Regions from separate parts of the Mus musculus genome. Here all the other regions are linked to region 1. A link is a contact called in public HiCAR-type and promoter capture Hi-C data. All regions are on one chromosome and are shown on one strand. The core of a region is the stretch at or near the end of the contact, and the rest is flanking DNA. Distances in the headings are between cores, read along the strand shown.

Region 1 (6,201 bases), core at 3,685-6,184:
AGTCATCAGGATTACAGTCATGTATCGCCATGCTCAGAAAGTCTTTCTTCTTTTAAAAATGTATTTAATGGGGCTACTCCAGTTCCAGGGGATCTGGCACCCTCACACAGACATGCAAGCAGGTAGAATACCAATGTACATAAAATAAAAATAAATAAATGATCTGAAAAGTTAATTTAATAAATTTGTTTTAGTTTTTAAGCAGTCTTGCTATGCAGAACAAGCTGTCCTGGAATTCTCTATGTACAATAGACTGGCTTCAAACTCAAACTTGTTATTGTTTTGAATGAAATTTCTGTAGTGCCGAATGGCCTGGAATTTACTATGTAGACTAGGCTAGCCTTGAGCTAAAAAAAAAAAAAAAAAAAAAATCCATTCCCCCACTTTTGCTTTTCTTCCCCCTAAAGTACCCCCCACCATCACATCTGCCCCTGGATCTCATCATCCCACTTTTTTTTTAAAAAATATTTTTTTAAGATTTTTATTTATTATTGTATCTAAGTACACTGTAGCTGTCTTCAGATGCACCAGAAGAGGGCATCAGATCTCACTATGGGTGGTTGTGAGCCACCATGTGGTTGCTGGGATTTGAACTCAGGACCTTTGGAAGAGCAGTCAGTGCTCTTAACCACTGAGCCATCTCTCCAGCCCCATCATCCCACTTTTGAGATAACATTTACACCCAGTGGTACATACAAATCAAGAGGACCATTCCATCAGTGTAACAAATGGCCAGAAGTGGAACCCAATACCCTTTGTTAATGTCATGATGATCAAACCTGATCAAAATAAAAGAAAAGAAATGTCAGGAAGAAGTTTGATCTGAGTACTACAGTCACTTAGTTATGTTAGAAAGCTGAATAGGCATTAGTAGGCCAATCCATGAGGATAGGCCTCCCCCTCTTCCCTTCTCCTTCACTATAAACCTTGGACTCCATCTTCTATTTACATGGCGATACAACTTTTAATTTAATTAAGTAATTTAACGCTAGGGTCCCATTATGTAGCCCTTGCTGGCTCGTTGCTCATTAGGTAGCCCGGACTGGATTTGAACTTGCTACCATATATGTCTGCTTCCAACATCCTGGGATTACATTTGTGAATTATTACTCCAAGCTACCACAACCATTTTGTAGAAAAGGAAGCATTCCAATTGCCCCTCCTTAGAACTTGAGAAACTAAGAAAGAGTGGAGGGTGGGAGTCGCAGGCTTTGATGAGGCCTATTTTAGAAAGGGCGGTTTCCTCTTCCTAAAGCTGGGCTATTTAATAAGAATTGTTTTAGGCTTATTGATTTTATGGGTGTGCATGTTTTACTTGCATGTAATGTATGCCATATGCATACATGGTACCCGTTAAGGTCAGAAGGAGTGGATCCCTTGGAACTGGAGTTAGGGTGGTTGTGAACTGCTATGTGGGTGGTGGGAATTGAACCTGGGTTCTCAGCAAAAGCAATGAGTGTTCTGAACTGCGGACTGAGATGCCCAAGCTTTTAAATTGTGACTCCATTTCAGGGAACCTGACCTAAGTTTGAACTCAGGGTAAGTTAACAGGCTGGTACTTAGCATTAGTTTCCCAGTTGCCCCCCACGACAAAACCTGAGCCTAGCTGCAGTCTCTAGGCTAAATACCCAACAAGACCAGAGTTTCCAGGTTACACCCCTCAACAAGACCAGTGTCTCCAGATTATTCCCCCAACAAACCTGCACCCCCAGGTCACAAGCCCACCCCTTACCTAACGACCACCAGTGCAGAGGGGAGCAGAAGTTAAGTTTATGATAGGACTCCCAGAACCAGCCAATTATGTTAAAGGGCACAGCAGCTTTCTAATTAGGTGCTTGCACATGAATCCCTGCTTGTTGCTTACTGTAAAGCCTTGCCACATAGACAGTTGAGGCTTCCCCACCACTATAACTGTCTTGCTTGAAGGTGATGTGTTGGGGGCAGGGGAGCTTGCTCAAATAGAATAAAGACCCTGCTGTGAGTTACATCAGATCAACTCCTGTCTGTCTTTTTTGGGATCACTAATATTTCCCTGGCACAACAGACTCTAGCATCAAGTCTGGGTATTTTACATGCTTATTTTTATATTTATTTATTTATTTATTTTTGTTTTTCGAGACAGGGTTTCTCTGTATAGCCCTGGCTGTCCTGGAACTCATTTTGTAGACCAGGCTGGCCTCAAACTCAGAAATCTGCCTGCCTCTGCCTCCCGAGTCCTGAGATTAAAGGCTTTCGACACCATGCCTGGCCATAGATTTTTTTTTTCTTAAAAGATTACATTTAATGTACTATTCGACTTTTTGTTTGTTTGTTTGTTTTTGAGACAAAGAGAGAGAATTAAAGAACTTAGATTTGGCCGGGCAGTGGTGGCACATGCCTTTAATCCCAGCACTTGGGGGGTAGAGGCAGGCAGACTTCTGAGTTCGAGGCCAGCCTGGTCTACAGAGTGAGTTCCAGGACGGCCAGGGCTACACAAAGAAAAACTAAAAAAAAAGGTTACAAATTACTGTCCTCTTCCAACTGGCCCTGTCAAATCACCACAAATCACCATTAGGTGTGCATGCTTTCAATAATCCAAGCTCTCAGAGGGCAGAAGCAGGAAGATATATGTGAGTTCCTGGCCAGCCTGGTCTACAGAGTGAATTCCAGGACAGCCAGGGCTACACAGTGAAACCCTGTCTCGAAAGGCAATAAATATCATCTGGCCAGGTAACCAGTTTTTAGGGAAACTGATATGCCCACAAACACATTAAGGAGATGGGAACATTTTTCAGTCTCTTAAATGAGATAATGTTCTTACATTTACCCATAAGCCCCTCTCGCTGTGCAGCCACTTACAGATCTGGACTGCTAAGCTTGTCTGCCTTTTTTTTCCAAGACAGGGTTTCTCTGTATACCCCTGGCTGTCCTGCAACTCACTTTGTAGACCAGGCTGGCCTCGAACTCTTGTCTGCCTCTTTTTTTTTTTTTTTTTTTTTTTTTTTGGTTTTTCGAGATTGTCTGCCTTTTTGACCTCTTAACTCAAAAGGTGTATCTTTGTTTTCACACCAGTTCTATCCCTTCTTTGGTTTCTGGCCAAGAGCATAAGCATACCACCCCTGGCCCTCGGGGCATTCTCCACTTTTCTCTGAAGGTTATATACATCTCCAAACCACCCTTTTGTACAGCTACTTACACCCCACCTAGGCTCCAAGTGCAGAACAGGCTTACTTTCTGCACTCTAAAAATGAGCCAGTTTTTCTCTTCCTTCTGTTTACCTTTGGGCAGCTGCCAGAATTTACAGTTCACTATAATACAATGGGCCTCAATCTTCCTTCTGAATCCACTTAAAAATTCTTAGATAAAGGACACTAAGAACATATAAGAGAACCTGGATTTCCCCAGTAAGTAATGTTTTAATGACATTATTGTAGAAACTTGAAGAACAAACAACCAGAGGACAGTGATGTAAAACCTGAGCTTTTTCGGGAGGCAGAGGCAGGAGGATTTCTGAGTTCGAGGCCAGCCTGGTCTACAAAGTGAGTTGCAGGACAGCCAGGGCTACACAGAGAAACCCTGTCTTGAGCCCTCCCACCCCCAACAAAACAAAACAAAAAACCCCTGAGCTTTTTTTTTTTTTTTTTTTTTTTTTTTTCCCCAGACAGGATTTCTCTGTGTAGCCCTGGCTGTCCTGCAACTCACTTTGTAGACCAGGCTGACCTCGAACTCAGAAATCCACTTGCCTCTGCCTCCCAAATGCCAGGATTAAAGACATGCTGAGTTCTTTTTTTTTTTTTTTCCTTGTTTCTTTATATACAAGGTTTCACTGTGTAGCCCTAGCTGACCTGGAACTCCTAACAGTAGACCAGAATTCCTCAAACTCACAGAGCCTGGCCAGTCTCTGCTTCTGCAGTTCTGGGGTCAAAGGTGAAGACCACCGCTCCTGGCCTGTTTTTTAATTAATTTAATTAATTTTTGAGGCAAGAGTCTTACTCTATTGAGCTTCCACACTAGGCTAAGGTCAAGCCTAGGTAAGGACTTCAGTTAGATGTAGCCTAGTAAGGCTGCAGTTTCACAGCAGGTGTCACTCCTTTGAGAAGAGACTTCTTTCTCTCTTGGCATTGCATTACTCTGCGTTAAAAGGACACAGAATCTGGCGAAACACATCTTGAGACATAAAATGCAACTTTAAGCATGACTGGTAAGAGTATTTGCAAGGGAAAGCCCATCCCATATGGCTGGAGTTCAGCAGGAGCTACCAAGCTTGCTAGACAACCAATCACAAATTCATTACGACCATTGTCCCACATTGTGACTATGCTTGCTCCGCAGAATTAGGGCACTTGCCAACGGTGCTGACCGGCAATGCAGGGCTATTCAAATCGCTTTAGGAAGGTTGACCCATGTGAAAAAATGAAACAATCTCTTCCTACCATCAGAGCCAGGGACAATAGTTTTGATTTTGAAGTTTAAGTCAAAATCGGAATCACTTTCCTGGACGCTGTCTTTCTGGTTAACTTGAAAACAATAGACACACTAGCAGCTGAAAGTAGCCAACCTCGAGTGAACCCCGTAGGCGGACTAATTTCAAACTTTTTCCATGCGTTTAGTTTTCATTTCGCCGACATGTAATGTTCTCAAACGAACAAGTATTATGTGATACACACACACACACACACACACACACACACACACACACCACACACACACACCATTGAGTCATCTCCCTCCCTCTCTGGTCATATTCGGTTCAGAAACTACCAGGAGAAGACGATGGGGAAGAATTGTTTAAAAAAAAAAAGTTTAACTCAAAGTCAAAAAAAAAAAAAAAAAAAAAAGGAACCCTTCACGCCATGATTTTGGTGAATTAGCAACAAAGAGGAGGATTGGCCGCTGACGGGTACTTCTGGAAAACATTTTTTTTTCCTCTGGCTCCCGCTAGGGTGGAGGAAGTTGGGTCTCGGCGCGGGAGGGTGTCAGGCCCAGGGACGCCAGCAGCGCAGGGCGGCAGGTGCCTGGGCTGCAGCGGCCCGGTCTCGCGGGTCGCCGGTCACCTACGGGCCCTGGCGCTCCCGGCGGGCGGCTACGCTCGCAGCAGCATGCCGGAGGCCCAGGGGAGCAGAGCGCGGCCAAGGCGCTCGGGCCCGCTAGCGTCCTAGCCGCCTGGGGAGGCGCGGGGGCCTGCGATCGCTGGCGGCCGAGTGCGGCGGGGGCGGGGAGGGCGCAGGGCGGCGGCCGGGGGGGGGGGAGGGTCTCGGCTCCGCCACCAGCGCCCGCGGGGACCCTGGCAGCTGCGGGTGACAGTCGGGGCGGCATGGCCGAGGCTGGCGGGGCCGGGTCCCCAGCACTGCCTCCCGCGCCCCCGCACGGTTCCCCCCGGACCCTGGCCACCGCTGCCGGGAGCTCTGCTTCCTGCGGGCCAGCGACCGCGGTGGCCGCGGCGGGCACGGCCGAGGGACCGGGAGGAGGCGGCTCGGCCCGGATCGCCGTGAAGAAGGCGCAGTTGCGCTCTGCTCCGCGGGCGAAGAAGCTGGAGAAACTCGGCGTGTACTCCGCCTGCAAGGTACCCGCTGGGATGAGCACAATCGCGGGGTCACGGGCGGGCTCGGACCCCCCCTCCCCTCCCCCACCCACTCCCAGCTTCCCGCCGGCACCGCGGAAGTGCTGCGTTCTGTGCGCGCGCTCTGCCGCTGCGGCTTGCACAGCATCTCACTGGGACAGGGGTAGGGGGTCTTCTAGATCTGCCGGTGTCCCTCTTCTGGGAAGGATGAGTCTTGGCTTCGGAGCGCTCGGCACTGGGGCTTTTTCTGCTCTGTAGGAGCTCGCGGGAGTCCTTTCACAGGGAGTGTAACTGTGCTTGGTGTGGCAGATCTGTCGGGGTTGGGAAGCAGCTTTTTTGGGGTTGGGGGCATCTTAGCGTGTGTCTCCCCGCGCTCGCCCTCCCCACTGAGCCCCGCTAGGAGGAGCTGGGTTGTGGAGCACCCAGAAGTGTCCTGGAATCCTGGCGCTCTACGGGAGCGAAGGGGCGGAGCGCGGGGTGGGAGGTGGGCACTGCCCCAAGCCCCTGTCCTTTGGCGCCTGGCGGCCTCGGCCGTGCGGCGACAACCCTGTCATTATTGTTATTATTTATTTAGCGAAAGCGGGATCCTGGCCGCTTAGGGTGTAAACAGGGTCTGGCAGGGTGACAGCCCAGGCGGCGAGCGCGTCTGCTCAGTTTGAAGA
Region 2 (6,558 bases), core at 414-2,913, 2.3 Mb after region 1:
GGAGCTGAGAGTTCTAAACCTTGATCCAATTGCAACCAGGAGACTTTCTTCCACAGGCAGCTAAGAAAAGGCTCTCTACACTGGGTGAAGCTTGAGCTGTAGCAGACCGTAAAGCCTACCCTCTTAGTCACACTCTTCCTCTAACAAGGCCACACCTCTTCCGATGAGGCTCTAACCTCCTAATAGTGCCACTTCCCACGGGCCAAGCATATTCAAACCATCACAGGCTCCTAGTCTAGCAATAATTCAAAATGTAATTATTCTCATTTCAAAGATCTCCATATTATATCACAGTCCCAACACTGTTTAAATGTCTAAAGTTTCGTCGAATACTAAGGGCAATCTCTTGACTTTGACATCATATAAACTCAAAATATACAAATTCTATAAATCAAAATAAACAAAAAGTATAACTTCTCAACATGCATGGGCTCAGAATACACTTTTCCTTTACAAAGAAGGAAAGATTGGACCAAGGCAACCCTGTGGGGCATAAATCAAATCATATAGGCAATGAGAATAAGAGCATTTTTGTGACATCTGAACAGAAAGAGAGAGCAAGATTAGAAGGAGAATACAGAGTGGAACAACTTAGAAACCATAGATAACATAAAAAAAAAAAAAAACAACTATGAGAGCAATGTACAGAATGCAGAGGGAAGAGAAAAAAAAAAGAGCTGCAGAGAGCAGAAGGAGCAGGCAGACTTCTCCTTACTATGGGACAGAACAGGTCTTTTCTAACTAACAAGGAAGGTTTGGTCTTAGTAAATAAAGAGAACAAAGCTTTACTCCTCTACACTAACTCCTCTAGAGGGGTTACAGGCTTCCTTAAAATAACCTTCCCTAACTTGTCTAAGAAGAAATTAAACAATTGGAGGCCTGCAAACTCAGGTTTAAGTGTGTATCTTTTCTCTGATTGCTCGCTATTATCCCTTGTTTCCCTCCCCACCCAGTTCTCTCAGAGAACCGGGAAAACCTGCCTGCACAGTACTTCCTGGGAAAGAATAGAGATCAACAGAACATGAGAGAAAATTTAGAAAGAAAAGAAAAAAAAACACACAACTAAAATAGAGTAAATGTTGATGAAAGAGGCCAGGAAACCCAGTGAGCCTGGCCTTACTAACACACGTTACTGGACGGTCAAGGCATCTACAAGTCTGTGTCGATGGCAAACACTTTGCATCTGCACAGAATTAACTGCGGACGGATCATACATCAGAACCTCAGGTGCCAAGTGCAGAACTTGTAGAAGACACCGGAGAAACTAGGGTTCTCCATGTCAGCACATCTGCCTTCCCTGGACACAGGAAAAGCAGCTGAGGCGCTCACTGCATGGTGACGTCAGCAACAAGGATGTTTTCACTCCAGGACCCGCGCCCCACACTCTGCGCAGGCGCAGCCCGGGATCGAAGTCAGACGTCCGGCTTCCGCTCCGGAGGTGCAGGGACCTCAGGTGAACAAACGCAATCACGCCGGGCGGCGAGTCTGACCGCCGGTTCCCGCACCCCGGGAGGAACCCCACACAGTCTCCCAAGGCTCCTCCCCGCGTGGGGACGGCGGCCCCGCTCACCATGGCGTGGAGACCGAGCTCGCCCCGCTCTCCTCACAGCTCCCGGCAGCGGGTGGCAGACCAGGACACGGAACCACAAGAGCCTCCCTCAGACCCGAGCCCGAACCTTTAGTATTAGGGAACGGAAGTGCTCTCCCCATTCTGGCTAGCGGATCCATGCGGCCGTGATTGGCTAGTAAGGAATGAGTGACAGCTCCCCTAGTCACCGAGGGCTGTGAAGTATCACAGCACAGTGGTTCCCAGTCCTGGTGTCCGCTCAGGCACAGAACTGTCTCAGACGCGGAGAGACAGGCATTGCCATAGAACTTGCGCCTGTTAGCGTACAGGCAGGTCCACAAGCCTACTCTCGGGGACCTAGCAGAGACTTCTGTCATCAGATGCCATCACCTGCCGATGCCATCAGGCGCGCCCGGTCTGTTTCAGGATGAATGTATCCACCCACCAGCCACCGGAGCTCTCTCCCTACTCGGCAGGCCGTCTCTCTGTTCCCGGTGTGCGCTCCTTTCTCTCTCTGCCTGTCATATGCCCACTTCTCTGCCTCTGTCCCTTCGCCAGGACCTCAGTCCCCCAACCCCCACCCCCCAATAAAGCTTTTTTACACCAGATGCATGGCGTAATTTCTCAGGACACACTTCAGCTCGATCTGCCAAAGCTACTTCACCTCACTCCATTATGTTTCCTAACAGCAGGACTGCACAGTCGTCCCTGCTCTGCTGCACTCAGGAGGCTCCTTAATCTAGGCACAAGGTCTCTAGCATACACAGATCACTAAACAACCTCAAGTGGAGTGATCCACCTGCCTCACAGCCAAAAGAGCATCCAGACTATCCAGGTCAAATTTAAACCTCCTGGTTGATATTCACCAGGCATCATCCATTTTTAAAAAGACTCATCTAAATTGCTCACACTTCTTTCAGCTAAACACTGGTAGCCAAAACACTAACACATTCCCAGCCTTTAGTGGTTGCACTGGCTCATTATGCCAGCACTTGGGAAGTGGAGTCAGGACATCAAAAGTTTAAGCCTAGTAATTCCAGGACAGCCAGGGAGGATACACAAAGAAATCCTGTCTCCAAAAAAAAAAAGTTTAAACCAGCTTGGTCTATGAACCCAAACACCAACTATTCTGGCCCCCAAAGGGGAGGTGACCAGGGTGTGATCAAGTGACCATAGGTGTGTGGGTTCATTTCTGGGTCTTCAATTCTGTTCCATTGATCTACCTGCCGGTCTCTATACCAATACCATGCAGTTTTTATCACTATTGCTCTGTAATACAGCTTGAGGTCAGGGATAGTGAATTCCCCCAGAATTTCTTTTATCATTGAGAATAGTTTTCATTATCCTGTTTCGTTTTGTTTTACTTTTTTTGTTATTCCAGATGAATTTGCAAATTGCTCTTTCTAACTGTGTGAAGAATTGAGTTGGAATTTTGATGGGGATTACATTGACTCGGTAGATTGTATGGGGCAAGGTGGCCATTTTTACTATATTAATCCTGCCAATCCATGAGCATGGGAGATCATTCCATCTTCTGAGATCTTCCATTTCTTTCTTCAGGGACTCGAAGTTCTTGTCATACAGATCTTTCATTTGCTTGGTTAGAGTCACACTAAGGTATGTAATAGTACCGTGACTATTGTGAAGGGTGTCATTTCCCTAATTTCTTTCTCAGCCTGTTTATCATTTGAGTACAGGAAGGCTACTGATTTGTTTGAGTTCCTTTTATATCCAGCCACCTTGCTGGAGTTGTTTATCAGCTGTAGGAGTTCTCTGGTAGAATTTTTGGGGTCACTTAAGTGTAATATCATTATCATCTGCAAATAGTGATATTTTGACTTCTTCCTTTCCAACTTGTATCCCTTTCATCTCCTTTTGTTGTCTAATTCTCTGGCTAGGACTCCGAGTACTTTATTGAATAGGTAAGGAGAGAGCGGGCAGCCTTGTCTAGTCCCTGATTTTAGTGGGATTGCTTCAAGTTTCTCTCCATTTAGTTTGATGTTGGCTATTGGTTTGCTGTGTATTGCTTTTATTATGTTTAGGTATGGGCCTTGAATTCCTGATCTTTCCAAGACTTTTATCATGAAGGGGTGTTGGATTTTGTCAAATGCTTTCTCAGTTTGTTTATGTAGTAGATTACATTGATGGATTTCCGTATTATTGAACCATCCCTGCATCCCTGGGATGAAACCTACTTGACCGTGGTGAATGATCGTTGTCTTAGTCAGGTTTTCTATTCCTGGACAAAATATCATGACCAAGAAGCAAGTTGGGGAGGAGAGGGTTTATTCGGCTTACACTTCCACATTGCTGTTCATCACTTAAGGAAGTCAGGACTGGAACTCAAGCAGGTCAGGAAGCAGGAGCTGATGCAGAAGCCATGGAGGGATGTTCCTTACTGGCTTGCTTCCCCTGGCTTGCTCAGCCTGCTCTTTTATAGAACCAAGACTACCAGCCCAGAGGTGGCACCACCTACAAGGGGACCTCCCCGCTTGATCACTAATTGAGAAAATGCCTTACATCTGGATCTCGTGGAGGCATTTTCCCCAACTGAAACTCCTTTCTCTGTGATAACTCCAGCTGTGTCAGGTTGACACAAAACTAGCCAGTACAAGCATGTTCTTGGATTTGGTTGGCAAGAATTGTGTTGAGTATTTTTGCATCAGTGTTCATAAGGGAGATTGGTCTGAAGTTCTCTTTCTTTGTTGGGTCTTTGTGTGGTTTAGGTGGAAACATAATTGTAGCTTAATAGAATGAATTGGGTAATGTTCCTTCTGTTTCTATTTTGTGGAATCGATTGAAGAATATTGGCCTCTTGCTTCTTTTGCTTTTGCTCTAGCCCTCTTGCTCCCTCTCTCCCCTTCCGTTCTCCCCTCTCTCCACGTGGCCTGGCTGCCCTCTGCCTCTTCTCCTTCTCTCTCTCTCTCTCTCTCTCTCTCTCGCTCTCGCTCTCGCTCTCGCTCTCGCTCTCTCTCTCTCCTTTTCTACAATAAAGCTCTAAAACCATAAAAAAAATATTCGCATTATGTCTTCTTTGAATGACTGGTAGAATTCTGCACTCTACTCATCTGGTCCTGGGCTTTTTTTGGTTGGGAGACTATTAATGACCTCTTTTATTTCTTTAGCGGTTATGGGACTGTTTAGATCGTTAATCTGATCCTGGTTTAACTTTGGTACCTGGTATCTGTCTAGAAAATTGTCCATTTCCAGTGTTGTCGAGTATAGGCTTTTGTAGTAGGATCTGATGATTTTTCTGATTTTCTTGGTTTCTGTTGTTATATTTCTCTTTTCAATTCTGATTTTGTTAATTTGGATACTGTTTCTGTGCCCTCTGGTTAGTCTGGCTAAGGGCTTACCTATCTTGTTGATTTTCTCAAAAAATCAGCTCCTGGTTTGGCTGATTCTTTATATAGTTCTTTTTGTTTTCACTTGATTGATTTCAGCCCTGGGTTTGATTATTTCCTGTCTTCTAGTCCTCTTGGGTAAATTTGCTTCTTTTTGTTCTACAGTTTTTAGGTGTGCTGTCAAGCTGCTAGTGTATGTTCTTTCCAGTTTCTTTTTGGAGGCCCTCAGAGCTATGAGTTTTCCTCTTAGCACTGCTTTCATCATGTTTGGATAAGTTGTGCCTTTATGTTCTTTTTCATTATTTTTTTCAAGATAGAATTTCTCTGTATAACTCTGGATATCCTGGAACTCACTCTGTAGACCAGGCTGGCCTCAAATTCAGAAATCTGCCTGCCTTTGCCTCCAAAGTGTTGGAATTAAAGGCATGTGCCACCACTGTTTGACCTTCATTTTTATTGAATTCTAAAAAGTCTTTAATTTCTTTCTTCCTTGACCAAGTTATCATTGAGTAGAGTGTTGTTAGCTTCCATGTGTATGTGGTCTTCCTGTTATTTTTGTTGGTATTGAAGTCCATGGTGATCTGATAGGATGCATGGGGATTATTTCATTCTTCCTGTATCTGTCGAGGTCTGTTTTGTTTTGTTTTGTTTTGTTTTGGAGAAGGTACCATGAGGTGCTGAGAAGGTAAATTCTTTTGGTTTTGGATGAAATGTCCTATGGATATCTCCTAAACCCATTTCTTCAACATAGATCTATGGGAAAACCCTGCTAATTAAGGTCCTGCTAATTATATAGTGGCATTTATTCAACAGACCCTGCAGCAAATGCCATTTTTCTGATCTTTTCTTAATCAAAAAATAGAATAATTCCACAGACTGTCAGAATCTTCTATATGCTCTTTTTCCAGCTGTTCCAAGATTAACGCCTGGGCAGCTACTATATTTTATTGTATAAAGGGCCACTAATCTATCCAGACAGGGTTCTCAGAAATCCAAGTTATAGGATCAAAATGATACTTCCAGGAGCTCCTAAGAAAAATACAGCAAATCTTGTCTATTAGATTTTGGAATGGGATTTTAAATACTCAGTTGTTTTCTGCAACTCTTTCTCCAGATTCTTTCCAGGAATCCATCCTTGTGAGAGCATCATCTGTTCAGCAGAGATATTAGACACAAAGAAATATATGCATAGGTTTTAAGAACATCTCTTCCCCCAAAATTAGCTGCCAACACCTGTGGCACAAAAGTGTGGAGGAACCTGATTGACCCTCATAAGTTTTCCAATTCATAAGTTTTGAACGTTATAAATTTAATTTTTAAAAAATCTATTTTAATGATGGTTTTAAAATGCTTTAACCTCCCTTGTAGCCCATCACCCATCAGAGGTTATGGGAAAGAAAGAATATGGGTAATTGGACCTGTTTAGAAAGGTTCTTTGGAGCAACTCTCATCTGTGTTGTCTGGAAATCAGAAGTTTAGTTCACAGCTTAGCATTGACAGCTTGATCCACTTCCAAACACTCCAGGGATACACCAGCAGTCCAGTTTGGCAGAGTTGGAATAGCAAACAGGAATCAGCTGCGATGGCACTACCCAACAGTGCTAGTCAGGCCACGGCTAGGCCCTCAGCACAAGTCAGCAGGAGGGA
Region 3 (6,497 bases), core at 2,946-5,445, 2.1 Mb after region 1:
GCAACTTCCAAAATCATTGCCTCCACTTATATAAATGAGATACATGAGTGAATGCATATAACAAGGCAGTAGATGACATCATGGTGATAAAAAATATGACTTAAATAAAACTACATCTAGAGTAGAAATAGTATTCATTAGTAGTGCAAAATCTCTAATGCATATGTATTTCAGTATCCAGAACATCAGTCCTAGGTATTGATCTAAGCCATCTACATAAGAACGCACTAGTTTTACACCAGGAGAAACCGAGTTGCCTTCCACCTTTGCTTTTAGCTGTAATAAAGTCACTCCTCCTTTCATTTTCCTTCATCTTTTAATTCTTCTCTTCCGTGAAGTTAAACCCTCAGGCTTTTATCTGTTGAACTATATTATTGACCTTATTCATCTAATTTTAGCATGAAATTCTTAAGATATACATAAATTTCTGGGCTTCGGTCCCTTTCTGCTTTTAGAATGTACCACAGAGAAGTCTTCTGTGCACTGGGCCCAGTGACCACTTCCAGAACTGTCTATTCACTATGGTTAGCATTTTCTCACACAAAGGGGCATCTCACCTTTCTGCAGAAAACTGTGTCTGCTGGTGATGAAGGCTATCAGGAGAAGGTGGCAGTCCGAGTTACATCTGCGCTGTCTGACATGAGATCTTATAAAATTTAAAGACGAATGGATTAGACTGTGGATTATGAGGGCACTGCTTACCCTTGGGGGCAATAACTTGAAAAGTCACCTTTATATCTTTTCTGGATTAGATACTAATTACAAGTTTGTGTTTCCTTTGTAAAAGTTCTCACCGTGACTTGGTCATTTCCTCATAGACCAGATTTGCCTATCTGATAAAACTCAATTCAAAATAAACCTGGATGGCCAGAAATACCAGTGTTTGTCCTACGTTATACTATACTCATTTGTACTTCTTGATTTCTTAATTAATGAATGATTTCTCTGAGATCAAACAGTTGAAGTCCACAACTAAACCTTCTATTTACTCGCTTTCTCAACCTGCCTGAACTTCACAATCTATTTAACAGTCATTTACCTAACCAACTACTAGAAAACCCAAACCAAACAGAGACAAGTTTCAATTTTCTATCAGTCTTCCTTGATGGGTATCACAGATACAATACATTTCCTCATAAAATGTATTTTGAGTATGTCTTTATAGTCCATAATCTTAATTTAATTTTTAACAAGAGTATATTTGTATCTTACATTATTATTTATACTTCCTTATTTCATTTCTTCTCTCTTTTATGGTGCAAACTCCAAGAGACAATCATTAAGTCTGGTTCACCACTGCTTCCCTGCACTAATACAGCTGCCTACAGCACTGCTGGTTATGACAGCTGTGGTTCACTCCAGGTCCCTCTCACTGCTCCAGACCATCCAAAGCAATTCACAAGCTTTACACGAAATGGACTGAATGCCCAAGGTGCCTTTTCCTTGCTTGACAGGATTATTGGAGCAATAATAAAGAGAGAGTATTCTCCCTACATGAGGACATCTATGTAAAAAGTTATATAAGGAAGGCAAACTCTGTAAGTTACTAAAATGATTAAACCATGTTAATTAAAGCGCCAACAGAAAACACAGACAGCTACTCTAGCAGCCTGGATGTGAGAGGAAAGAAGGGCTTTTGCACGCCAGAGCATGGGAAACACAAGTTCAGACATGGCAAAAAGGTCAGCAAATGGTTTTGCCTTTTCCCCTTCTCTCCCATTCACTGTACTAAACTGTGAGTTACATTCCTGAAGCTAGCCACCAAGATTCCCATATTTGGCCACTTCCTCCCCCTGAGGCTCTCTACTGAGTTCCAGCTACCAAAGTGTTGGAAGACTAAGGATCATAAGGTCCATTTTTGGCTACCCTAGTCAACCTATTCAGTCAAAACAAACAACCTCCTCTTAACAGAAGATTTCCCCTTATAAACTGCCATTTACAAAGAGGCTATATCTGTCTCCTCCCTATCCAGAGGCAGTCCCTTTGTCCCTTGGGGCAAATTTCCCTTCCTCCCATCTCCCTTGTACCTTTTCTCTTATCCCTAGTCCTCTATACCCCATCTTTTGTCTCTTATTCCCTGTCCTTTGTCCCTCTGGTGCAAATAAATCTTTGTGTTGAGAATTTGGTCTTTGGGTATCATCATGTGCCAGATCCTTTCAAACTGTGTCTGGTCTCCTAAGTAAAAGAGAGGAGGCCAAGGGAGACACTATGGCAAAGCTTTGATGATGAAAAAGCAGCTTTTCCTTATATAGGCATTGTCTCCTACAAATGTATTATCTATTAAATTCATTCATATATGTGTGTGTCCCCGTGAGATATACATATAGAAAGTTATCTATTTCTACAGTATAAGCAGAAAGCTAAGCAGAAATGTAGCACACATACACCTCATTATTACCTTATTAAGGTCTAATCTTCAAAGCAGCTGCTTAACTTCCAAAAACTGAAGAAATAACAGTTTTTTCCCTAAAATGGAGAGAAAAATAGTAAAGATGACTGCTTTTACAAACTATATACATTTTTTATGCAAAAGTTTGAATACAACTGAAAGCCTTTGAAATGTCTTATCTTTTAAGAAAGTTTTCAGGATACTGCCAGAGTAGCATCAACCCTAACAAAACACATAAAGTCACTTAGAGGTTCTGAGAAAGGGTTCTTCTCACATATGACTGACTACCTGAGAATTACTGTCCCAAAGGTCTCTGCTACAGCCTCATCCTGCATAAAGCCCACTGCATACACACAACACACAACACACACACACACACACACACACACACACACAAACAGAACCTCTCTCTGTGCAAGCCTGTGCTGCTAATATCTATGGCTGAGGATTACAGCAATCTTCAGCAAGCATGCTCACTTGCCTTTAAAAACTTGCACTGGCACAGTACTCCTAATATACTCATACTGAACTATGGGATGTGTCAGGCAGTCAGGATATTCGATTCCCTTTCTTAATCTTTAGAGAACCTTTCTCTGAATTTCACTTGGACCATACTTTTAGGAATTCAATATAGCATGTTCTAATAAATATTAAGTCATCTGGGGAAAATCTGAGGAAAAAAATATGTAAGATTCATAACTTAAGTCTTATTGAAGATACAGAAAGTGAAGTTCATTAATTTCCCAAAGTGTTTTTTCTCAACCCGGTAATACAATCTCTCAGCAAAATAAAATGTTGTTTTAGAAACCAATTACAATTTAAGAAAGAAAAAATTCTTAATGTGAAATGAAAAACTCATAAACTAGGACAATGAGGGCAAGTCAATACAAAACAAAAAGTTCAGTTTAGTCTCTGCCCCACTGTCAACTTCGGAAAATAATTACCTAGTCAAAAGTACAGGCATGATAGTGTTTTATAACAGTTCCTTTCAACTTCTCTTTTGGCTTTCATATTAAAACTTTCTGTCTCACACACACCATGGACTCTTGGTAAACAACCATATGGGTATTTCTTAAACAACAGATTAAAACTCATATGAACCTCATACTAATAAAGTCACTATCCACTTTTCAAAGAAAAAAAACAGATTAAAAGTAGATCCTACATTAATACTCTTCAATATTACTAAAGAAAGCAAAAAACAAAAAAAAAAAAAACTGAAAACAAATTATACTTTGGCAAAACGATGCTTTTTGTGTCCTCAGCAGGAAGTATCAGCTTGAATCAAAATACTTTTAAAAGCCAGTTTTCCGACCTGTTGCACGGCATAGTAGTAGCCCGTTCCTTTAATCCTAGCGCTCTCTCTGTTCACTGTGCACCAGGTTCATGCTTTTCTTCTGACACTTGTCACCTGGGCAAGTACCTGAAGCCTCTGAGGCTCCCAATAACACACACACACACACACACACACAGCGGGTTATCGCTGCCGCCAACGCATAGCGCACACACACAGACACACACACACACCCCTGAAGCTTGAGGTCTCCCTGAGAGAGAGGATGCCGAACACAGCGGGTTATCGCTGCCGCCAACGCATAGCGCACTTTCTCTACAACTACCCCAAATGTGGTTGCAAACGACCCCTCATATCATCCAGGGCCCGACCTCCAGCGATTACACCAAGAACTCCAACACCCTAGCGTTCAGTACCTCACAGAACACCGAGGATCCCGGCAACTTTTTCAACCTGCAGAGACGCGACTTCGACTTCCGGAGCCGTGGGACACACGCATGCGCACTCCAACCATTCCGCCCGCTTTTTGCTCGTGCTTCCCATAACAAAAGCGAAAGGCAGGCGGGGCCTCGGCCAAGCTCCTCCCAGTTGGTCCCTGCAGAGTAGGAAGCCTGCTGCTCCTCTTTCCACGCCCCTAATGGATTTTTCTGGGGACTAGCGGGGGGGGGGGGGGGGGGGGGAGAACACACTGTTCAAAGGATAGTAACTGGCTTGAAAGAGTCCTAAATCCTGTAGCCAATTGGAACCCTATTCCGAGTGAGACTCCAAATTCTATTTTGTTGAATAAATGGATCAGAGGCAAAACCCTTTGTTAATCTAAGTTAAGCACCCAAATGCACTTTTACACGATGTAAATAGACGAAGATAACAATGTTGTTTTGTTGTTTTTTTAATCGCAATTTAGGGCTATTATGCTATTGCCAGGCAAGTTGAAAAATACCAACAATCCTTTGTTAGTCTGAAGATTTATCGTTCTTTACTATATTTTTGAGTGATGAAAAATTGTCATGAGTTTAGAAACTTTGTAATGATTAATTTCAGAATATAGAAAGCTGAACAAGAGTATGTAGGCTTATATCGAGTGTAAAAAAATTAATTAAAAATTAAATTTTAAAAAGTGTGTAGGCTTTAAAAGTTTATCACGATTATTTGGAGTTATTTGGGAACCCTTTGTATCGGGTTAAAAGGCATTTTTAAACACAGAATAACTTTTTTATCTTTCACAAAATGTTCCACTATTAGTTTAAATTGAGTCTACATCTATTCATTTTACCCACCCACTTTTTTCAGGAAGTGGGGAAAGTTTTGAAATTCCATTGATGAAAATGAAGGTCTTTTGTTCATTCTTTTAAACTACATGCAACATTAATGGCACTGCCTATGTTAATTGTAACTGTTAATCTTTCTCCCTTAAGTTCATCAAAGTTCATCAAAGACTGAGTGCATTGACAAAAATGATGGGATTGTATGCATTTATGGTAGGATGGAAATGATCTCCATTGTTCTATCAATAGAAAAAAATCAGTTAAAGGTATCTTTCCCATGACTGAGAAGAATATTTCCATGTACGTGATTTCCATGTAATTGAGTTAAAGAAATTCAGTGTGATTGGGGCACATTCCACCTATAACATGAAGTCAGAATTTGGCACAATGGAATCGAATATGTGAAGAAAACCAAATAAATTGGCATTGCTACTTACGTTCCCATTAAAATGATATAAATGGGACGAATTTTGAAGTGAGTATATTAGACTAAAAGGAGACTTAAAATCAAAATGTACTTCTTTAGTTTGTTATTTATGTCTGCTTATCTATGCTAGTGTCATCCATATTAAAACTTCCTAATACTACCCACAGTGGTCTAATAGAAATGTTAATCAACTCCTCTCTATTTTTATATTAGAAATTATATTTTGCTTTTTATTTCTGACAGATAGTCTTTGTATCAACCCACTGGTTCTTCGGCAGAAAACTCCCACTGTTTTTGCTGCAGTTAGATTTAAGCATAAGTGTGTTTCAGATTGTTCAGAGATGGAAGGCAATATTTTCTAGTATATCTATAGCAGATATGTCAAGATTTTCTGTCTGTGTACAGATTTCCTGGAAATTCTTCCTAAAACCACATAAGAAAATATGTGCATCATTTCCTCTGGCAGAAATCACAAAATCAGAGGGAAGACTTGATGAAGTCAGTTCTGTGGTTGACTGAGTAGTAAACAAGATAAAAATGAAAAACAAAAACAAAACCCCTACCACCTGAAGCCAGTACTGAGCTCTTAAGTCAACTCTCCCCACACCTCATTTTCCTCATGATTTCTAGTGATATATAATAGTATATGTGTTTATTTTTTGCTTTTGGTTTTCTATTGATAGCATCAAAATGTAGTCTTATTTTAGGCAAATGCCATGGAAATCATAGGCCAGTGGTTCTCAACCTGTGGGTCATGACATCTTTGGGGATAAATGGTTCACAGGAGTTGCAAATCGGATATCCTCCATATTATTTATTTACATCAGGATTCATAATTAACAAAATTACAGATGTGAAGTAGCAACAAAATAAGTGGATGGTTGGAGTCACCACAATATGAGGAACTATATTTATGGGTCTCAGAATTAGAAAAGTTAAGAACCACTGTCATCAATAAAAGCTATTAACTACCAGAAATCGGCACATGAAGTTGATAGCATGTGAGACAATACAATAAAACTCAATGTTGTTTCAAAAACTGTATACATCCCGGGCATTTGTACTCTAGCAACACTGACTGTTTTACCCACCTGCCCTGTTACTTACAAGCTTTGCATCTTC
Region 4 (6,597 bases), core at 775-3,274, 2.4 Mb after region 1:
TGCAGCTTAAGTCCTTATCTTTTTTCTGAGTACATGGTATTATTCCTCGTTTCCCTCCCTGCACCATTCCCTCATGGAACCTGGAAAACCTTGGATGAGGTCAGGAGGAAGCAATGAAGGCACTCTCTCGCGTGCTTAAAGTGTGACTGTTGTAGATGATGCCGTGTGGGAGCTGCATTTCTAGCTGTGCAGACGTGCAACACAAGGTTATCAAGGCTTTCAATGTGATTCAACTATTTAACTAGTTGAAATGTGGAAGTCTTACATTCCAGCCAACAAGGAGATCTGTCTGATCACAGCTCAGATCATACTCAATTGGAATAACATGAGGCAAAGCAATACTTTGAGTCTGAGGACTGAGAAGGTAAAATAGGTAGATGACAAAGCGTGCCTTCCACAATACAATCTATATGGTAAGACAAGGATGGAATCAACTGTCTCTGCTTGAGGCCATGGACATCTATCTTCTATTCCATAACTGTGGGGAGGTCTACCTGCCTAGACCATGACATAGGTACCATCTCCTTCTATGTTTATGCCAACCTCGTAAAAGGGTATTTCTAAGGAAAAGGCTGTAGCACTTTACATTTAACCTTTGAGAAGATGGAAGATGGCCTCACCTTAGCAGGAAATGACCTAACCTTGAGTAGAAAGCAACTGTGTAGTATGCTGCCATCTTGGCTAGTATGCTAAAATATCACAATGCAGAATTTGAGCTATAAATTCAACAAATGCCCAATAAAAAGTGTCACCATTTTTGATACCAAAGGAAACTGATGAAAATAAGTAACCAAGAATGAAAAAAATAATCAACACACAAAACTGGACATATACTAAACACAGCGATAACCTGACATCAAAACCTCAAACAGCTGCAATAAAGAAAGAAAATATAAACAGCAAGAAAAAAAAATAAGCAGACAGATAGACAAAAGATAGAAAATATTTCTTCCAAATAGGGAAGAGACAACTCCTTTGGCTGGGATACAGGTTTTCTTAATATAACCTTCCTTACCTTGTCTAAGTAGAGATTAAACAATTGGAGGCCTGCAAACTCAGGGGTTTTTTGTTATGTTTTTTCTGTTTGTTGTTGTTCTTTTGTTTGGTTTGGTTTTGGCTTTTTCAAGACAGGGATTCTCTGTGTAGCCCTGGCTGTCCTGGACCTCACTCTGTAGACCAGGCTGGCCTCGAACTCAGAAATCCACCTGCCTCTGCCTCCCAAGTGCTGGGATTAAAGGCGTGCGCCACCACTGCCTGACCAAACTCAGATCTAAGTATGTATCTTTTCTCTGTATTATCCCTTGTTTCCCTCCCCACCCAGTTCTCTCAGGGAACCGGAAAAACCTGCCTGCACAGTACTTCCTGGGAAAGAATAGAGATCAACAGAACATGAGAACAAACTTAGACAGAAAAAAAAAAAAATACACAAGTAAAATAGAGTAAATGTTGATGAAAGAGACCAGGAAACCCAGTGAGCCTGGCCTTACTAACACACGTTACTGGACGGTCAAGGCATCTACAAGTCTGTGTCGATGGCAAACACTTTGCATCTGCACAGAGCTAACTGCGGACGGATCCTACTCCTGAACATCAAGTGCCAAGTGCAGAACTTGTAGAAGACACCGGAGAAACTAGGGTTCTCCATGTCAGCATATCTGCCTTCCCTGGACACAGGAAAAGCAGCTGAGGCGCTCACTGCATGGTGACGTCAGCAACAAGGATGTTTTCACTCCAGGACCCGCGCCCCACACTCTGCGCAGGCGCAGCCCGGGATCGAAGTCAGACGTCGCGCTTCCGCTCCGGAGGTGCAGGGACCTCAGGTGAACAAACGCAATCACGCCGGGCGGCGAGTCTGACCGCCGGTTCCCGCACCCCGGGAGGAACCCAACACAGTCTCCCGCGGCTCCTCCCCGCGTGGGGACGGCGGCCCCGCTCACCATGGCGTGGAGACCGAGCTCGCCCCGCTCTCCTCACAGCTCCCGGCAGCGGGTGGCAGACCAGGACACAGAACCACAAGAGCCTCCCTCAGACCCGAGCCCGAACCTTTAGTATTAGGGAACGGAAGTGCTCTCCCCATTCTGGCTAGCGGATCCATGCGGCCGTGATTGGCTAGTGAGGAATGAGTGACAGCTCCCCTAGACACCGAGGGCTGTGAAGTGTCACAGCACAGTGGTTCCCAGTCCTGGTCTCCGCTCAGGCACAGAACTGTCCCAGACGCGGAGAGACAGGGACATATCGCCACAGAACTTGCGCCTGTTAGCGTACAGGCAGGTCCACAAACCTACTCTCGGGGACCTAGCAGAGACTTCTGTCATCAGATGCCATCATTTGCTGATGCCACCAGGCGCGCCCGGTCTGTTTCAGGATGAATGTATCCACCTAAGCCACCGGAGCTCTCTCCCTACTCAGCAGGCCGTCTCTCTGTTCCCCGTGTGCGCTTCTTTCTCTCTCTGTCTGTCATGTCCACTTCTCTGCCTCTGTCCCTTCCCCAGGACCTCAGTCCCCCAACCCCCACCCCCAATAAAGTTTTTTTACACCAGATGCATGGCGTAATTTCTCAGGACACACTTCGGCTCGATCTGCCAAAGCTACTTCACCTTACTATATAATGTTTCCTAACAGCAGGACTGCAGTCGTCCCTGCTCTGCTGCACCCAGGAGGCTATTTAATCTAGGCACAAGGTCTCTAGCATACACAGATCACTAAACAACCTCAAGTGGAGTGATCCACCTGCCTCACAGCCAAAAGGGCACCCAGACTATCCAGGTCAAATTTAAACCTCCTGGTTGATATTCACCGGGCATCAACCATTTTTTAAAAAGACTCATCTAAATTGCTCACACTTCTCTCAGTTAAACACTGGTAGCCAAAACACACATTCCCAGCCTTTAGTGGTTGCACTGGCTCATCATGCCAGCACTTGGGAAATGGAGTCAGGACATCAAAAGTTTAAGCCTAGTATAAAGAGTAGTTCCAGGACAGCCAGGGAGGGATACACAAAGCAATCCTGTCTCACAAAAAAAAAAAAAGTTTAAACCAGCTTGGTCTATGAACCCAAACACCAACTATTCTGGCCCCCAAAGGGGAGGTGACCAGGGTGAGAACCTGGGAGGAGAAGACAAAAATAGAAAGTTTGGGGTCACTATGTCTTGCATAACATGATGGCTCATGTTAAGCAAGTTTTTTCAGATGATATACAGCTCTGATACACTATAGGTGGAGAATGAGACAGTCAGCAGAAAGATAATTTAGCAATGTTGGCTAGAAGGACACAGGATAGATACCTCATAGTGAGCACACACTGGCCATGAGACTGATACCCATGAGACTGATAACTGAAGACCGTGGTTCCTTTGACTCCTTCAAGATGCTTGCCCAAGCACCAGACCAGACCTTCCCAAGTCTGCTCTTGGAGAGGTCACAAAAGCAATGATCCCTTGGTGCTTTCATCGGGGCATCTGAGAAAGCCTTGGATAGGCCTAGCTCCCCAAAGACCCACCTCCAACCTAAACAAAAACACATATGAAAATAGGAACCCAAGAATCAATTCATGGACAGCTAGTGCTGAGAAAGAAAGAGTAGGAGAGATTGGAGATGACAGCTACATGATAGGGAATAATAAACTACTAATGGCACCAAAAGTTGATTTTTTTTAAAACCATAATTGAAACACCTTTAGCTAAACTACCTTTTGAAAAAAGGCCGACACAAATTGCTAATTTCTCACATGCATTTAGAGTCAAGAGTGGTGGTCTGTTCTTGGAATCCCACCACATGGAATGGTGAGTCCGAAGCATCACAAGTTTAAGGCCTGGTATGACTACAGGCTGTGTTTACAAAATACTTGGTTAACTTAGCCAGACCCTTCCTCAAAATAACTTTTCTATTATGCTCAGTGGATTCTGGCCACACATGGGAGGGGCTCTAGAATGAGTGCCCGGGTTTTTTTGTTGTTGGTTTGTTTGTTTGTTTGTTTGTTTGTTTGTTTTTAATGAAAGTAGAGCTACTACAACCAACATACTGAAATAGGTGGATCAGAAGGGAATACTGTGAGAGGAACCAGGTAGTTTGCTCAGTAAGGAAGGACACTTGCAATCAAGTGTGATATCCTGAGGTCAATACACAGGAGAGAAGCCACTCCTCCAACTTGTCCTCTGACCTTTACATATGTGCTATGGTATGTTTGCTCACACATGTCTCAATGGCACAGATTCAGATTTTTGTTTTGTTTTGTTTTGTTTTGTTTGTTTTGTTTTCGAGACAGGGTTTCTCTGTATAGCCCTGGCTGTCCTGGAACTCACTTTGTAGACCAGGCTGGCCTTGAACTCAGAAATCCACCTGCCTCTGTCTCCCAAGTGCTGGGATTAAAGGCATGTGCCACCACTGCCCAGCAAATTCAGAATTTTTAAACAGAAATCAATACAAACAAAAAAAATTTAAAAATCACCAAGACAGAGAAAATCCGGCAGAATAGCTAGCTGTGTGTTAGTACAACCACTGCTCAAAATAGACCTTCACCACACTGCCAGCGTCACACTAGGAAGCAGAGCATTCACAGTTCCCACCAACTTCCTACAACTGAAGAGTATTTCACGGAAATTCCTATCTCCTGGGCAGTTCCTGCTGGATTAAACAACTAATGCTATTCTGAGTTGACAAAGAAAAAAATTTAAGAAAGAAAGACAAAAAGCAAAGAAATCTATACTAAAATGAGTGAAGTAAACCGTGAAGACGGGACCTGTCCAATCACAGCCTTAGGAGGATGCACCAAGGTCTCTCTCTGGGGCGGGGACTTTGCCTTTGGCCTGCTCAGGCAGTGCTTACACAGCATCCAGACTGAAGACGGGATCTATTCTGTGGCCATCGGCTCTTTACAATAGTTCATTTGTGACAGGAACCATTTCTTGTGGGAACGCTGAGGCTCTGGGACCCCAAGAGAGGGCTTTTCATCACGCATCTAGGCAGTGACTCCCCCTACTGAAGTCCTGTGACATTACATATGCTACTGTGATCTTCACAGGGGTCCTGGGTACATGACATCTACCCACGGCCAACCTCCTGCTGAAGTGCTGTGTAGATGTGCAACAGGGGTCTGAGAGCTTGGCTGCATGCCTTCCATCTGATAGACCCCACTCAGCCTCAGGACAGGCCACTCCTTCCTTCCAGCCTTATAAGGACCTTCTCACCTGGAAGAAAAAGTGACGCCTCACTTCCTACTGCTCCTATGCCTGTGTTCCCTGTACCTGAAGCCCTGACTACAGGAAGTTGGAGATGACTCCGTGATAGTGAATCCCCATTCCAAAGACCTGCAATCTTAGAATGTACCTGAACTCAGGGGTTACCTTTAGGGCTAGAGGAAATGTATGGTCTGGCAAGGCCAACCCTAACCCCAAAACTTTTGTAGTACTATGACACCTACATGAGGTGAGGGACTCCCACCATCCCAGCCAGAAAGGAAAGTATGGTGACTTGAACCTCTGCTGGCATCATCCATCTACTGAGCCATATCCCCACTCTGACCAGCCTCTTAGGGGCTGAGGTCCCGTTTCTGGGGCATTCGTCTGGTTTTGCTATGAAACTGAGAAAGCACAGAGGAAATTTGCTAGTTTCTGAGCTAGTCATACCTCAAGGCAGCTATGAAAAATCTGCTATGATGTTCTTTTTGCTTTAAAAAAACAAAAGTTCAATTTAAAAATATGAAAAATAGCTGGGCAGTGGTGGCGCATGCCTTTAATCCCACCACTTGGGAATCAGAGGCAGGCAGATTTCTGAGTTCGAGGCCAGCCTGATCTACAGAGTGAGTTCCAGGACAGCCAGAGCTGCACAGAGAAACCCTGTCTCAAAAAATCAAAAATAATTTATATATATGAAAAATATCCATCAAAAATCTGCAGTCTCTTAATTCATTGTTGTATAGAGAAGATCCATCAATGTAAGGACAGGATTTTAGTCGTCAATTCAACTTATCTAATATTATGTCTTAACTTACCAACCAAGATGTCAGTTACCCGCATACATGTCTCTCTGCTAAGTCAGCCATCAGTTCCCAGGGAGATCTTGGGAACTTAAACTTTACTCAACCCCTCCTCAAAATGGAAGAAATAGTTCTTTGGGGCTATTTCAATCTTTGTTGTCAGGACATTGGCAGTTCAGTTCACACAAATCAGCACCGGTAGCTCTATCCACGTGCAAACACTATCCATGAATCAGCAATGGCAGTTCAATCCAGAAGAAACCACAAGGCTCTGCCAATTGGTCCAAATCTGTAGAAGTGACAAGAAGTCACCAGAATAGTATGAGAAGTTCTTTGATGTGTTTTTCTCTACAAAAAAAAAAAAAAATCTAAGCCTACATTTCCAAGGTGACCTTGCTGGAGTCATGTGCCTCCCCAATTATGACCTAATGTGAAATTAAGATAGCCATGATGACCACAACCAGGAGTTCTATGGTGACCCTTCTCTTTTTGAGAGTGTAGTGAGTGGGATGCTCAGCTATTTCAGCTGTGGGCTGTACTAGTACAAGTACTGAATCAGCTTGGCTCCAAGCCTGAATCCATGACCTTTTACCAAGCTGCCCAGTAGAGGTGCAGAAGTCACT

Evidence for each region. Promoter capture Hi-C pulls out the DNA fragments that hold promoters and counts their contacts. HiCAR-type assays count read pairs that join an accessible place to other places.
Region 2: a contact with region 1 is called in a promoter capture Hi-C map of liver, with 4 times the contacts expected there. The contact joins the promoter of Zfp119a here to the promoter of Kat2b in region 1. A contact is called at or near these places in 6 of 39 promoter capture datasets (the C10 cell line, cranial neural crest, hippocampal neurons and 2 more) and 2 of 115 datasets of contacts at active chromatin or transcription factors (large pre-B cells and pro-B cells).
Region 3: a promoter capture Hi-C map of liver shows a contact between it and region 1, with 5 times the contacts expected there. The contact joins the promoter of Pot1b here to the promoter of Kat2b in region 1. A contact is called at or near these places in 6 of 39 promoter capture datasets (the 3T3-L1 cell line, the C10 cell line, the HPC-7 cell line and 3 more) and 1 of 115 datasets of contacts at active chromatin or transcription factors (astrocytes).
Region 4: a HiCAR-type map of astrocytes shows a contact between it and region 1, with 7 times the contacts expected there. The contact joins the promoter of Zfp119b here to the promoter of Kat2b in region 1. A contact is called at or near these places in 3 of 39 promoter capture datasets (cranial neural crest, embryonic stem cells and liver), 7 of 115 datasets of contacts at active chromatin or transcription factors (astrocytes, embryonic stem cells and large pre-B cells) and 2 of 9 other capture datasets (adipose tissue and embryonic stem cells).

The regions. Positions count from the first base shown.
Region 1 is chr17:53,562,037-53,568,237 of GRCm38.p6, forward strand. Kat2b (K(lysine) acetyltransferase 2B) reads left to right here and starts at 4,935. Exons shown (of 18, transcript NM_020005.4): 1 at 4,935-5,542. The coding sequence starts at 5,294.
Region 2 is chr17:55,877,290-55,883,847 of GRCm38.p6, forward strand. Zfp119a (zinc finger protein 119a) reads right to left here and starts at 1,664. Exons shown (of 4, transcript NM_144546.6): 1 at 1,571-1,664. The coding sequence starts at 1,573.
Region 3 is chr17:55,708,441-55,714,937 of GRCm38.p6, forward strand. Pot1b (protection of telomeres 1B) reads right to left here and starts at 4,196. Exons shown (of 17, transcript NM_028370.2): 1 at 4,100-4,196; 2 at 2,399-2,466.
Region 4 is chr17:55,943,235-55,949,831 of GRCm38.p6, forward strand. It overlaps Zfp119b (zinc finger protein 119b), which reads right to left and starts at 2,025. Exons shown (of 4, transcript NM_146249.4): 1 at 1,938-2,025. The coding sequence starts at 1,940.